5 separate regions of the Mus musculus genome follow, and regions 2, 3, 4 and 5 are each linked to region 1. Evidence: chromatin contacts called from public Hi-C data. All regions are on one chromosome and are shown on one strand. The core of a region is the stretch at or near the end of the contact, and the rest is flanking DNA. Distances in the headings are between cores, read along the strand shown. Region 1 holds the start of Slco3a1 (solute carrier organic anion transporter family, member 3a1). Region 2 has its middle 32 kb from the start of 4930533N22Rik. Region 3 has its middle 51 kb from the start of 4930533N22Rik. Region 4 has its middle 75 kb from the start of 0610006L08Rik. Region 5 has its middle 42 kb from the start of 0610006L08Rik.

What was found. A called contact is a pair of places that touch in the nucleus more often than the background predicts.
Region 2: a contact with region 1 is called in a Hi-C map of cortical neurons, with 3 times the contacts expected there. The contact joins the enhancer-like site here to the promoter of Slco3a1 in region 1. A contact is called at or near these places in 5 of 39 promoter capture datasets (hippocampal neurons, liver, maxillary cranial neural crest and 1 more), 4 of 484 Hi-C or Micro-C datasets (cerebral cortex, cortical neurons and ventricular fibroblasts), 5 of 115 datasets of contacts at active chromatin or transcription factors (bone marrow-derived macrophages, forebrain, neural progenitor cells and 2 more) and 3 of 9 other capture datasets (adipose tissue, embryonic stem cells and macrophages).
Region 3: a Hi-C map of the N1E-115 cell line shows a contact between it and region 1, with 3 times the contacts expected there. The contact joins the enhancer-like site here to the promoter of Slco3a1 in region 1. A contact is called at or near these places in 8 of 39 promoter capture datasets (the 3T3-L1 cell line, cranial neural crest, frontonasal cranial neural crest and 4 more), 5 of 484 Hi-C or Micro-C datasets (the N1E-115 cell line, Sertoli cells, cortical neurons and 2 more), 3 of 115 datasets of contacts at active chromatin or transcription factors (embryonic forebrain, embryonic midbrain and forebrain) and 2 of 9 other capture datasets (adipose tissue and pancreatic islet).
Region 4: a Hi-C map of pre-megakaryocyte-erythroid progenitors shows a contact between it and region 1, with 5 times the contacts expected there. The contact joins the enhancer-like site here to the promoter of Slco3a1 in region 1. A contact is called at or near these places in 9 of 39 promoter capture datasets (the 3T3-L1 cell line, the HPC-7 cell line, HPC-7-derived erythroid cells and 5 more), 5 of 484 Hi-C or Micro-C datasets (cortical neurons, epidermal suprabasal cells, pre-megakaryocyte-erythroid progenitors and 1 more), 14 of 115 datasets of contacts at active chromatin or transcription factors (SST interneurons, astrocytes, bone marrow-derived macrophages and 10 more) and 3 of 9 other capture datasets (adipose tissue, liver and pancreatic islet).
Region 5: a Hi-C map of the N1E-115 cell line shows a contact between it and region 1, with 3 times the contacts expected there. The contact joins the enhancer-like site here to the promoter of Slco3a1 in region 1. A contact is called at or near these places in 7 of 39 promoter capture datasets (the 3T3-L1 cell line, cranial neural crest, frontonasal cranial neural crest and 4 more), 3 of 484 Hi-C or Micro-C datasets (the N1E-115 cell line, Sertoli cells and myocytes), 3 of 115 datasets of contacts at active chromatin or transcription factors (embryonic forebrain, forebrain and memory CD8 T cells) and 1 of 9 other capture datasets (pancreatic islet).

What each region holds. Positions count from the first base shown.
Region 1 is chr7:74,553,523-74,556,048 of GRCm38.p6, reverse strand. Slco3a1 (solute carrier organic anion transporter family, member 3a1) reads left to right here and starts at 1,269. Exons shown (of 10, transcript NM_023908.2): 1 at 1,269-1,638. The coding sequence starts at 1,459.
Region 2 is chr7:74,997,099-74,999,624 of GRCm38.p6, reverse strand. No RefSeq gene overlaps it. Among named protein-coding and RNA genes, the nearest start is that of 4930533N22Rik, 32 kb to the left of the region's middle. Within about 2 kb of position 1,269, at least 2 of the 459 cell types and tissues checked have an H3K27ac peak or open chromatin away from gene starts, as enhancers often do. A contact at or near this core is called in cortical neurons, where this site is marked.
Region 3 is chr7:74,978,375-74,980,900 of GRCm38.p6, reverse strand. No RefSeq gene overlaps it. Among named protein-coding and RNA genes, the nearest start is that of 4930533N22Rik, 51 kb to the left of the region's middle. Within about 2 kb of position 1,265, at least 10 of the 459 cell types and tissues checked have an H3K27ac peak or open chromatin away from gene starts, as enhancers often do. A contact at or near this core is called in the N1E-115 cell line, where this site is marked.
Region 4 is chr7:74,927,147-74,929,672 of GRCm38.p6, reverse strand. No RefSeq gene overlaps it. Among named protein-coding and RNA genes, the nearest start is that of 0610006L08Rik, 75 kb to the right of the region's middle. Within about 2 kb of position 1,257, at least 30 of the 459 cell types and tissues checked have an H3K27ac peak or open chromatin away from gene starts, as enhancers often do. A contact at or near this core is called in the HPC-7 cell line and pre-megakaryocyte-erythroid progenitors, where this site is marked.
Region 5 is chr7:74,810,537-74,813,062 of GRCm38.p6, reverse strand. No RefSeq gene overlaps it. Among named protein-coding and RNA genes, the nearest start is that of 0610006L08Rik, 42 kb to the left of the region's middle. Within about 2 kb of position 1,257, at least 2 of the 459 cell types and tissues checked have an H3K27ac peak or open chromatin away from gene starts, as enhancers often do. A contact at or near this core is called in the N1E-115 cell line, where this site is marked.

The DNA of each region.
Region 1 (2,526 bases), core at 20-2,519:
AAGAAAGTAGAAATTATGGCCGGTGCTAATTGCTATGCACTATTGAATGTAAGCCTTGGCATTGGGATATAGGCCCTTGGGAAAGCAAGGAAAAGTTCTCCAAATAGGCTTTGGCTTCTCCATCACTAACGTGGACAACAATGCTAGGTATTTTCTGTTCGTATCCACTTTTCTCTTAGCTTCCAAACGCTGCTGCCTGAATCAGTACATCCTATCAGAGGCGCCTTGTGGACCAAAATCCTAGGGAATGCTGGGGAGCAAGGGGCGGAGGACTGATGACAATTGGCTCTGCTGCATGCTGACCTTCAGGCCAAGCCAGGGAGGGCCACAATAGTCAGGAGAGGGGTGGGGACACAGCAGGCTTGTGGCTCATCCCTTCCTGAACTCCAACCGCAGGCCGCTGGAGAACTAAACAAGGCCCTCTGCTGGGGTCCTTGTGATCTGCAGTTGCCTGTACTTGGAGGCTGGGGGAAGATGTGAGACTCCCTGAAGCTCTAACTTCCCTTCTCAGAGGTTCTGTTTCTTTCTCCCATTTTCGGGGAATGGGCGGTTTAGATATGTCCAGTAGCCACTGAATGCAGGAGCAGAGGCTGGCAAACCAAAGGAGCCAATGGCAGCTCCTATCTCGGCATCTTCCAGAGCCCCAGAGCACAACGTCTGTCCTTAGAAATCCCTAAACCAAGCCGAATACAGCTCCTGCGATACTCTCTTTATGAAAATTGCTTCTTCTCTCCGGCCTTAGCAGTCCGGTACCCGCACTAGAAGTAGGGTGCCTGGATACTCCCATCTCTGCACCTCATTGCTAGTCCTAGTACCACCCAGTTTCCGCCTTGGTGCCCTGGGCCCCACAATGCCTCCTAGTGGCCGGGTAGCACCTTCCTCGCTCAGCCTCCTACCCCACCAGGACTCCTGGATTTTGCAGTTTCGCTGGGTAGTTAGACCCCGCCGGCCTTGACCATCAGCAAGCCCTTAGTGCCCCAAGCAGGTCCCCTCGTGCCTCCCAGGGACGCACCCGCAGCCAGTAGCGGCGCAGCCCGGGGCTCAAGGCGGCGATCAGGCCCCGGCCCGGGCTTGGGGCGCTAGGGGTGAAGGCAAGCGAAGCCGGCGGGCCAGGGGAAGCCGGTGAAGGCAACGGCGAGAGTCCGAGAGAGGCTAGGCGGCGGCAGCAGCGGGCGACGCGAGGAGTCCCTGTGATTGGCACAGCCCGAGCCGGAGGAGGCGGCGAAGGGAGGGCGGAGGAGGAGGAGGAGGAGAAGGAGGAGGAGGAGGAAGGGAGCTAGCGCGGCGGCAGCGAGGAGCGGAGCCTTCAACCTCTCTAGCCGCGGCAGGACGGGGGCGGCCGCCGCGGGCCCGGGGCGGGGACAGTACGCAGCCTCGCGGCACGCACCCCCGCCCGGCAACGGCCACGACACCCGGGGCGAGCGGGAAAGCGGCGGCGGCGGCGGCGGCGGGGGAAGGATGCAGGGAAAGAAGCCGGGCGGCTCGTCGGGCGGCGGCCGGAGCGGCGAGCTGCAGGGGGACGAGGCGCAGAGGAACAAGAAGAAGAAAAAGAAGGTGTCCTGCTTCTCCAACATCAAGATCTTCCTGGTGTCTGAGTGCGCCTTGATGCTGGCGCAGGGTACGGTGGGCGCCTACCTGGTGAGTCCGGGTGCCAACTCTGCGGCGGACCCCCTTCCCTGCCGGCGCTTCTCGGGCTTGCCGCCTGGCACCGGGAAGGGGCCTCGCCGGCTCCGGGGGCAGGCGGGCATGACCTCGGCCCGGCACGGAGGTTGGCGACTGGTGCAGAGGCGGCCGCCGGGGGAGCTGCCGGCCGGAGCTCGGAGCGGGCGGGACCGTGGATGCCGGCAGCTCGCGCGCCGGGCAGGGGCTAGGGAAGGGGTGCCTGAAAGGAGATGCCGCAGGCAGGTGGGCATGAAACTGTTTCTTCTCCCCTCTTGAAAACGGAGCCATATGGCGAGTTCAGGGAGCCTCCTCAGAGACTGGAAGGCATCGCGGTTCAGGTGACCTGCACATGGGAGGAAAAGCCAGTTAGCATCCTGCGTCCTCTACTCTCCGTTTCATCCGCCCGGTGAACGAATCATTATGCATCTTTTTTCCCCCTGGCTCTTTCTCCATCCACCAATTGCTGGGGGAATTTAAAAGGCGCCCGAGTGTGGCCCTGAGCTCAGCGGTAACTGCAGGGGGACTAGTCCCACCCAGATCCCAATAGCCATCTTTCTGTGGAGGGATAAAGTTATAGTACCTGGAGAGCAGCTGCGAGTTTCTGTAGTTCTACCTTAATTCCCCATCATGGTCGCTCGCCCACACGGGGAGTGGATCATCTGTACAATATGTATTTGCTTTATTTGTCTCCAGAAAGGGATTATTGATGCCCAAAGGCCCATGGACACCTACTATGCCCAGGGAATCCACTTGTAAGGATTACCAAGTACCTACTTTGTCGCTTTCTTCTGTCTTGCTCAGGTGGTCCGCACTTGAGTTTCAGACAGTGCACTTCCAGACCTATTCTGTCTACCCAGGAAAAGA
Region 2 (2,526 bases), core at 20-2,519, 440 kb before region 1:
TGAATATAGTCACCTCATGATACAGCACCAAAGGTCTCTTGGTGACCTAGACATTCCCAATTATTGGGGAAGAAAGGGAAGGTCTATTCTGGTCTATTCTATACAGCCTCTTCTGAACTTCCTGAAAGCATAAACAATAGTCTTATGGAAAGGAACATATAATAATAGTAATAAAAAGCCATTAGAAGTTCAATTAAATGCTGCATGACTCTCACTAAAGTTAGTCTGGTTACTTACCACTCCAGTGTGTGGTGTTAACATTAAAAACCATTTCCCCTGTTACTCATGAACTCCTTGCAGCTGTGATCACTTGCTCATGATTGGCCCAGGCATCACTTCATCAAGTATGAGAGAGGGATATGGGGCCTCAGCCTTCACTGACAGAGGGAATGGAGAATAGGGTGAAAATGCCAAACCCCCTAAATGTGGTGCTACCATGTGCAGTGTGTATGTGGCATAACATTAAGGTCCTTCTGATGGAGAAACCCCAAGCTTCATTCCCAATAGACTGGAGTTCCTATTGACCTCCACTCTGCCAGATTGCTGTAGACTTGTATCCCTTCACTCAAATCTCCTCATCTCCCCTTTCTTGTAGCTCTTAACAACCTCTACTTCTATGACTGACTTTAATGTGGATCCTACACATGAGTGAGGCTGGGAACTACTTGTCTTTCTCTTGCCAGCCTCATTCATGATGTTGTGGATGACAAGATAGGGTTTTAGGGTTATCATTGCTGTTATAAAACACCATGGCCAAAAGCAAGTTGGGGAAAAAGGGGGTTATCTTGCTCACAGTTCCAAATATCAGTTTATTTTCAAAACTGGTGAGGACAGGACCTCAAACAGGGCAGGAATCTGGAAGCGAGAGCTGATGCAGAAGCCATGGAGGGCACTGTTTACTGGCTTGCTCTCCATGCTTGCACAGTCTGTTCTCATGTAGAAGCAGGACCATCAATTCAGGGATGCTGGTACTCACAATGGACAGTGGGGCCCTCTCCCAGGAATCACTAATTAAGAATGTCCTACAGGCTTGCTTACATCCTGTTCCTATGGAGACATCTCAGTTGAGACTCCCTCCTCTCTGATGACTCTAGATTGTATCAACTAGACATAAAATTAGCCAGTAAACAGGACTTTTTCTTTTTTAAGGCAGAACATTGGATATATTTCACACTTCCTCATCCATTCACCCAGCCAGGAACACTTAGCCCGTTTGGATATTTTGGGTGTGCAGTGAGTGCTGAAGTAGACATGGAAGTGCAGCTGTCTTAGAAACATTGGCTTTGTTTCTTTAGACATGCTTCCAGAATAGGCAAGCTGGATCCTATGGTAGTTCTAGTTCTAGCTTTTTGAGCAATGCCTTTACTATTTCTGTAATTCCTGTGGTAATTTACATCCAACAGTGTATAACTTACCTTTTGACTGACCCCCCCTCCAACCTTTGTTCACATTTATCATCTTTTGTCTTTTGAGGATGGCTGCTCTCACAGGAGTGAAGTAGATCTCATTATTATGTGGATGGGCATTTCCGTGAAGATACATCATGTTTAATGCTTTCCACACACCCATTGGCTATTCGTGTGCTTCCTTCTGATAAAAGTCTATTCATCTCTTTCTCTCATTTTCAAATTTGGTTGCTTTCCTGCTGCTGTGTGCTTTTTAAAACCTGTGTCTTTGAGAGCCATAGCCAAAACCTTTGTCAAGACCAAAATAAAGATGCATGGAGCTGGAGAGATGGCTCAGCAGTTAAGAGCTATTGTCACTCTTGCAGAGGACTCAGGTTTGGTTCCCAGGAGTCACATAGTGTCTCACAAATGTCTGAAACTCTAGATCTAGGGTATTAATGTCCTCTCTGTCCTCCACTGGCTCCTACATGCATATGGTGCATAGACATACACTTAGGTACAGAGGCACATATACATAAAACAGATATATGTTTAAAAAAATAAGTACTTTACAATATGCAAATAAGGTTTTACTTTGTATTTTCTAATAGTCCTATAATTTCATGTCATAACTTTAAGCCTTAAATCTATTCTGTTTTACATTTATATTTTTGTGAGGAAATGGTATGTTTCCAATTAACTGTATGTGTCTATGCAGTTTTCTTCACAGAATTTATTGATGAAAGTGTTCTTTGAACAGTTCTAGAACCTGCAGTGAAGGTCAAGTGACTACTGTAACACTCAGCTTCTTGTGTGTGTGTAAATGGGTATTGGGTGTATGTGAATATGGGTGTGTGTGTGAGTGGATATAATTGGTGTTCACATGGTATGGGTGTTTGTGTGAGTGGGTATATGAATGTATGTGTCTCTCTGTGTGAGTGGGTATATGAGTATACATGTGTATGGATGTTTGTGTGTGTGTATGGATGTAAGTATCTATGGGTGTGTGTATGTGTATGTGAGTGGTTATATGGGTGTATATGTGTGTGAATGTGTGTGAGTGGGTATGTGTGTGTATGTGTATGTGAGTGGGTAATGGATATATGTGTGTGTCACTCTCTTGGTGTTTGTGTGTAATATA
Region 3 (2,526 bases), core at 16-2,515, 420 kb before region 1:
CAATTGCAGAAAATAGCAGACTGTAGCTAGAACATCTCTATCACATCCCCTACTCTCAAAGCCAGAAATCATCACAGAAGAGAGAATGGAAAGATTGCAAGAGCCAAAGGTGGCAGATGACTATAAAGGAAATGGACACAAACAGGGTAGTTGTGCATATGAACTCAAAGTGGTTGTGATAGCTTGTATCAGACAAAGTCTCAGAATGGAGTAGGAAAGGGAGCAGAAAATACAACCTCTAGCTGAAGAACCACTGGCAATTGATAGCTGCTGGGAGAGGGAGTTATTCTTTAAGAATGTGACCCCCCAGTGGTTTGATTATGTTCTAGGGGATGGCCCTATGCTCAATAATATTTGGGTAGCATAAATTGAATTTGATGATAGGTTTAAAAAATAGCTCCTTCCCCCTGAACAATGGGCAAAGTGGCATCTTGTTGGTGGTCTTATATCAGTTATGGTTAGAGCAGATGAAAGTTCTTTTTTCATCCTAGCTTGATATCTGGTTTCATGGCTGAAGCTGTTTTATGTCCATTACACATCAAATCAAATCAAACCAAACCAAATCCAGGTAGCACAGTGAGAGAGAAGGAAGACAGGCAGAGAGATGCAGACCACCATGCCATGCACAGACCTGCCCTCAGGTACACACAGGTGGACCATAGACACCTGTTTGGTGTGATGCCACACAGCGCTGGCTGAAGATGTCACCCAGGGGCCTGCCATCTGCATGGCCAGCCTGCAGTGGGATCCACCACAATGTGCAAGTATGGGGTGGACAGAAGGGAGACAAAGAGAAGTGTAAGTTTGAGAATTATGAAGAGGGATGGAACCGGAGACTTGAGGATGGAGAGGGGGAGCCTGTTGTAAGTGGCCAGCCCTTACTCCTGGGGCAATGTTGATGTTCCAGTCTAGCTACCACTGAGGGCCATGTCTGTGGCTTATATTATCACTAGAGAACATGGGAATGTCCCTGGCTAGAGCAGCCACCTGAGACCACAAGGACGTTCAAGAGCTGTGAAGAACTGGCCCTGCCTCTCACTGGCTTTGGTGCTTTGGAAAGCTGTCCCCATCCTTTACTGATGACAGCACTCAGGAGAGTGGGAATTCAGGAGAACTGGCCCTGTACTTCACCCAGGACAGCACAGTAGAGCTGACCCTGGTGGTAGGGGTGGGGGTGAGCTGCCCTAAAGGCATGAGTGCAGATGAGCTGACTCTGGCAGTTGGGAAAGCTGCCCAGTGTCATCATCACAGGAGAGCTAACCACACCCCTCACCAGCTGCAGCACTTGGAGCAGACACTGCACCTCGCCTGGACAGCACAGCTGACCCTGGTAGAGAAGGGGCACAGATGAAACGGCAAGAGCACCAGAGAGCTGTCTCCACTACTCCTCTGCCAGGAGGTGGTATGGGTTTGGGGGTGATGACCTCCCCAGCTCATCCCTCACCATCTGGAGCAGTTGGAGAGCTGGCCTTGGGGTCATGAGAGTAAGTGAGCTGTTCCCATCACTCACTGGCTACAGCAGTCACCAGAGTATAAACTCTGCACCTCACTTGGATAGAACAGAGATGGCCCTGGTGGAGGGGCACAGGTGATCTAGCTCCAAGTGCTAGAGCATGGGAGAGCTGGCCCTGTCCCTCATCTGCTTTGACGTGATGTGGGTGCAGGGGTGATGCACTCTTCCTTCTCTCTCGCCACCTGTAGTAGTTGGGAGAATTAGCCTGTAGGGTATGAGAGCTAGCCATACCCCCTCACCGGCTGTAGCACTTGGGAGAGCGGGCCCTGCACCTTGATTGGGCAACACAGTGAAACAGGCCCTGGAGACTAAAGCATGAGTGAACCAGGCCTGAGGATATGAGAGGAAGAAGGCTGGCCCAGACCCTTACAGGTTGCAGCACTTGGGAAAATGGGCCTCACACCCTGGCTGGCAGCCCCAGTGGAGCTGGCTCTGGAGGCATGGGTGTGAGGGGAGCTGGCCCCAAAGGCATGAGAGCAGGAGAGCTGACCCTGCCTTCTGCTGATGGTAGCATTGGGTGGCCTAACTAGAGTAGTGCTGGAGAGCTTGCTCCGTTAGTGTGGTTAAAGGACAGTGGGTGCACTGACCTGCTCAGCTACCACCCAGGCCCAGATCCAGGGCTTTGAGTTGACCCACACCCAAATCTGTTATCACTTGAGAATGATTGGGGTATGTGAAGGGCCAGTCCAAAGCTGGAGGATCTCCATAGCACAGGACAACCACAGAATAATTGGCAGGAGGTACAGTAAGAATCCAGTATTGAAGGTGTCATAGGGGCCAGAGACTTTAACTAGACCTAGGTAAATGACTCATTGCAATGAATCTTTGCAAGTGAAGGCATGTGGACAAAAGGATATACTGTGAGACACACTGACATCCTAGAGATTCCACAATGGGATGTTTTGCTTTTGTTGTTGTTGTTGTTGTTGTTGTTGTTGTTGTTTTGGTGGTGGTGGTGGTGGTGGTGTGTGTGTGTGTATTTTGGAGGAGAAAGTTGCAAGAGCAAAGTGTGG
Region 4 (2,526 bases), core at 8-2,507, 370 kb before region 1:
GAGAGAGAGAGTAACCACTGGGTCAGCAGGACTTCAACATCTGTTCTACGAATTCTATGTGACGGTTATCGATGCATTCAATAGGAAACATGTTGTGGAGTGTGTTTAATTTATCTCTCCAAAACCAGAGCCACAGCCTATGTTTTAAAGACACTTTGTAATTATAAAAGCAACGTCCATTTATTGTAGTGAGCACAGAATAGGCACATTAGAAAATAAAAATAACCCATCACAGTAAGCTTTCATCTAGTGTCTGTTGATTTGTATTTAAACAGACTCATACTGAACCGGGCAGACAGCTTTGCACTGGCGGTTTTTCCTCACCACTTAATGTGTCATGGCTCTATTTCCATGACAATACACATCCCTCTCCACAATCATGGTTTAAAATTGCGCACTGAACATTCCTTCACAGGCTGCATTATTTCTCTCTCTCTTTTTGTGTGTCATGTTTCTCATAATTAAGCATTCAGGATGAACAGCTTTTCTGTTGGTTGCTGCAAGTTGGGAAGTAGGTAGAGAGAGCAATCACACGCTCTTAAAACCTTGATCATCCAACAAAATAAAATAAAACAAAAACTACGCTATTTTATATGCCTACTTCCACCTCCACCTCCTCTGCTATTTGGCAAAATGTATACTCTAGAAAAAAGGACGGCAGTTTACAGTGGAATGACTGGGATTCTTAAAACTGATTAAGAGGGAGCCTTCACACACACACACACACACACACACACACACACACACACACACACACACACACTCGTATTTTGCATTAAAGCACAGAGAACTCCATCTGGGGTTTGATGCCTGAAAGAGGAGCAGAATGTGTTGTGTTTTTAAGAACGAGGCCACTGTCATTATTTTTATGTGTCTCTTTGCCTCAGTTCTTGCCACACATGATAAAGATTCCACTGCATCTGCACAATAGAGATAAGACACCAGGGGAAGTGCTTGCAGATAGCTGTGGTTAGAAGGGAAAAAAGGAAAAGCCACAAAGAACACTTTAACTAAGTCTTCCTTTCACTCTTATTAAAATTCGGTGAAGATTACCATGGAATTTGTACTCTCTCTTAGGCACAAATCATAACAATTTCATAAGGCTACCCCAGGCTGCCTGAAGTATAGTTTATTATTTCTCCATGACTTGATAAATTAGAAAATGTATTTGAAAACCTTTAATCTACTCTCAGAATGCTCAAAGTCATGGGTGCCTGTTTTGTTGACACTATTAGAGAACTCACTGGAAGTCACTTAAAATAATTTTGCAAGTAAGGGTAAGAAAATCCACACGTGTATGTCTGTGTGGACAGTTGTCACTTTTTGTCTATGAGAGATTCGTTGTAGGATCCCGGCAATTAGAATATGAAAACTGACAGATTTTTTTAATAACCTGTGCTATTTCCTGCATAATATGTGTATATAATATAGATATACAGGTGTGTTAGAATATTTTCTATTTTTTATGCATAGTTGGTTGAGTCTATGGATGCAAGTCTGGCAATGGTTTTCCCCACCTTTCCCCTTCTTTGTATTTATGTGTTTGCACACAAAAAATTACTTCATATATAATATTCTATCAGAAGAAAACTTGAAACTTTTTAAAGAATTCAAGGGCTCATCAAGAATGCCATGAATATATTATAGATTATCTATCTATGTTATGATGCAAATAAACAGAAAAAAATTACAGAATTTTAAGTGCATGTTGAGGGTGTTGCGTATACATATAAAACTCTGTAAAAGCTAAGTCAGTGCAGAACCTGGCTTCTACAAGTAAACAGATCTGGGATTGGGGTCTGGTAAGTAGTATTGAAAGATCACTGTGATGACTAGTAGTTCTTACTTTTTAAGGGATACTTTGTATTACACTCTTAGCAAACACTCTCTATTTTTGTCTTTATCAATGTTAGATTAGTTTTATCGTCTTCTCAGGTAAACACAAAGGTGCAGAACTGTGAAAGAAGATGCCTGTGGTCCCTCAGTTGTTAAATTCTGAGTTCAAGACTTGAACCAGTTTCTCTGATGTCAAGGCTCTTTTTTTTTTTTTTTTCCTTATTGAGTTCCCTCTCTTAGACCCCAGATACCCTAACTGCCTGCATTCAGCAGTTCTCACATTCATTCTTGGTTTTTAGATTCCAACCAGGTTCTCACTTCCTTGGGAGATGCATCATTTAAAAATATTTTCAAAAGAGGTGTGGCCTGAATTATTTTTCCTTTTGCTATGGAAATTGAGACAGTCTGAAACAACTCCACACAGGTGGTTGGGGCTAAAAAAAAAGTGCTTTTGGATGAAAAATATACTTCATCTTTACGTCTCTTCTACACTGCAGGGAGAATGTTTGAACCACAGCCCTGGATTCCTTTGCTTGTTCCAAGAATGATGCTAAGCCTTGCAGCTCCCCCGCCCCCACCCTATCAACACTCAGGTGAGAGTTTTTGGGGACTAAACACAGATTGTCCTTTGGAAAACAATAATAACAATGAAGAATAGGGACAGCCTAAAGAGACTTGCATGAGCACAAG
Region 5 (2,526 bases), core at 8-2,507, 260 kb before region 1:
GGCTGCTGCTCTCTTTCATCTTTCCCCTCTGGAATCTTAGGTCTGGGCTCCATCAGCATTTCACATCCTGGTCCAGTAAGACTGTTTAAATTTTCCCAGTTTACATTTGCAGTCACTGGTTTTCAGTTGCAGAGAACTGATTGCTCTATTTCAATACAAATATCTGAAGGTTCAATATATGAAGGGCTGTTGAATCATAGGCAAGGCTGAAAACAGGTCAAAACCAGATCAAATGGCTATTTTTCTTAGCACCCATACCTATCCTTCTTTCCTTTCTTGATTCACTGTTCCCATTCCTAAGATTATGTCTCAGGTAAGGCAGGTAGGTCAAGGTCCAGGATCTCGGGTTGAACAGCAGCACTCTCAAGCAGTGCGGGATGCAGCTTCATATGGTCCAGTGACATGTAGAAATAGAGAAAGTATTTGCTGCCAGAACCCCATGAAGGAGAAACAGTGGGATGGCCATGATTGAGCTCTTCCTTTTGGAGAGGGATAATGAGGGCATCCATCAGTCACTGTTCCACAGCAATTATGAAGTCCTGCTGGGCAGGATTAGGAAGGCCCCCTGCTCTGCTAGAGCAGTTTGCTCATCTCAAAGTTCTGTGCCCCAGGAGGTTTCTTCCCCACTGGCTGCAACTGGCTTTCTTTTTCATAGGATGCCATTAACAGTGAGCAGGCAACACTTGGCAGAAAGCTACAATTTCCCCACATTTCTTCATCCAGGACAGCTCCTTGCAGTCTGCCTTACACAGTCTGTGAGATGTCAACTTTGCCTCTGCATTACAGATGTCAGTTGTTGCTCACATGGTAACAGGTGGCTCCTTACTGTCTCCATCCTCCACAGACAGGTTAGAAATGTGTATGAGACAATGCAAAAATGTGAAAAGACCCAAGTCAGGTTCATCATGAAACCTAGCAAATTGAAGTAAATATAATAAAATAAAATAAGTTTGCAGAATGGAAAAATGAAAAAAAAAAAACCAAATATAGACATAATGTGATTTAAACCCCAGCCCTAAGAGTTTAGTATGATTCTTTGAAATCTAAATGTGTACCCTTCTGAATAAATATATAAGAACTGGCCAAAAGAAGTTATATGAAAAGCGGTAACTTATTACACAGAAACTTGAACATGAATCTGTATAGTGGCATTATTCCTAATATCCAAAGGGAAAAATAATTTAAATATCTAGCAGTAAAAAAAAATGAAGGGACAAAATGGGGCATATTCATATGAGGGAATAAGTTCTAATAAATCCTGTAGCTTCAGTATCAAAATTATCACACACCACGCACACACACACACACACACACACACACAAATAAAACACAAGTCTTTAGTAACAGCAGCAGGTAGAGTGGGAAGAGTAGATGCTCTCAGTCATTGTCTTTTAATGTTTATCTTCATGTCACATTTTATTAAGGCTTCAAGCAATTCCTATACTGAAATATGTGTCCCGTCTATAATTTTTCCATATAATTGGAATTAACTTACTTGCTGCAGTGCTGTGGGTCTAATTCAGGACTTATTAGGCCTCACTGCTCTATGACCGAGCTTCAATTGCAGCCCTTCTATGTTCTGACTCATCTCAGAGTTAATCGAATTTAGTCTGTTTCATAAGAAAATTGAGGACCCAGAAGCAGTGAATTTTCATTTACTCATATAGGAGCTACTTATCTTGATACAGTGAACAAACGCATGGCAATAGGTAACCCACAGTTTGAAAGGGTTCAATCTACTGCTGGTTTAAGTCATGGCAGTGCCAGCATGTGGCAGAGAGTCCTTGCACCTCAGCAGACCAAGAAGTAAAACAGATCGGAAACCTAGCCTGTCTACAAAATACACAAGTCTCACCCTAATGACTTATTTCCTAAAGAAGACTCTACTGCTTAAAGATTCTATAACATTCCGCACCAGCCTGGCCAACTGGAGAGAAGCACTCAAACAGAAGTACACACAGGGGACATTTCATGTTCTGTGACAACTTGCTGATTTCTGTGCTAACTGGAAGATCACAGTCTCCATTCCTCCACTCTCCCTGGCTTCATTCTTCCATTCTTCCACTTCTCCCTCCCACTAGCACCCTGCCCCCATCCTCATAGCCCTCCAGTCCCTTCATTGCACTCTTAACCACACAGCCCCTTTCCGCAGTTTCTCCTTCCCAGTGAATCCTTTCTCTGTCTTTGTAACCATTAGAGACATCTTGGACTAAGAAAAAAGAAAAATCTGAAGACATTGATTTTCAAATATAAAATGTCTCTGAAAACACTACACATCCACACAACATACCCAGACAGCTCAGTGAGCTGACTATCTGTTTTGGGGTCAGACAGCACAGGCCTTCAGTCCATCTCGGCCTCAGAGACAGGCAGACAGTCGCTGTTTCCTTCATGTCTTCTCTAAATCAATGGGGTGCAGAATCATGAGGGCAACTTGAATGTGCTCACTTAATGAGACAAGATATTTCCACCTGGTTAGCTTTTTGGTTTATTTATTTATTCATTCCTTTGTTTATTTCTCTTGGA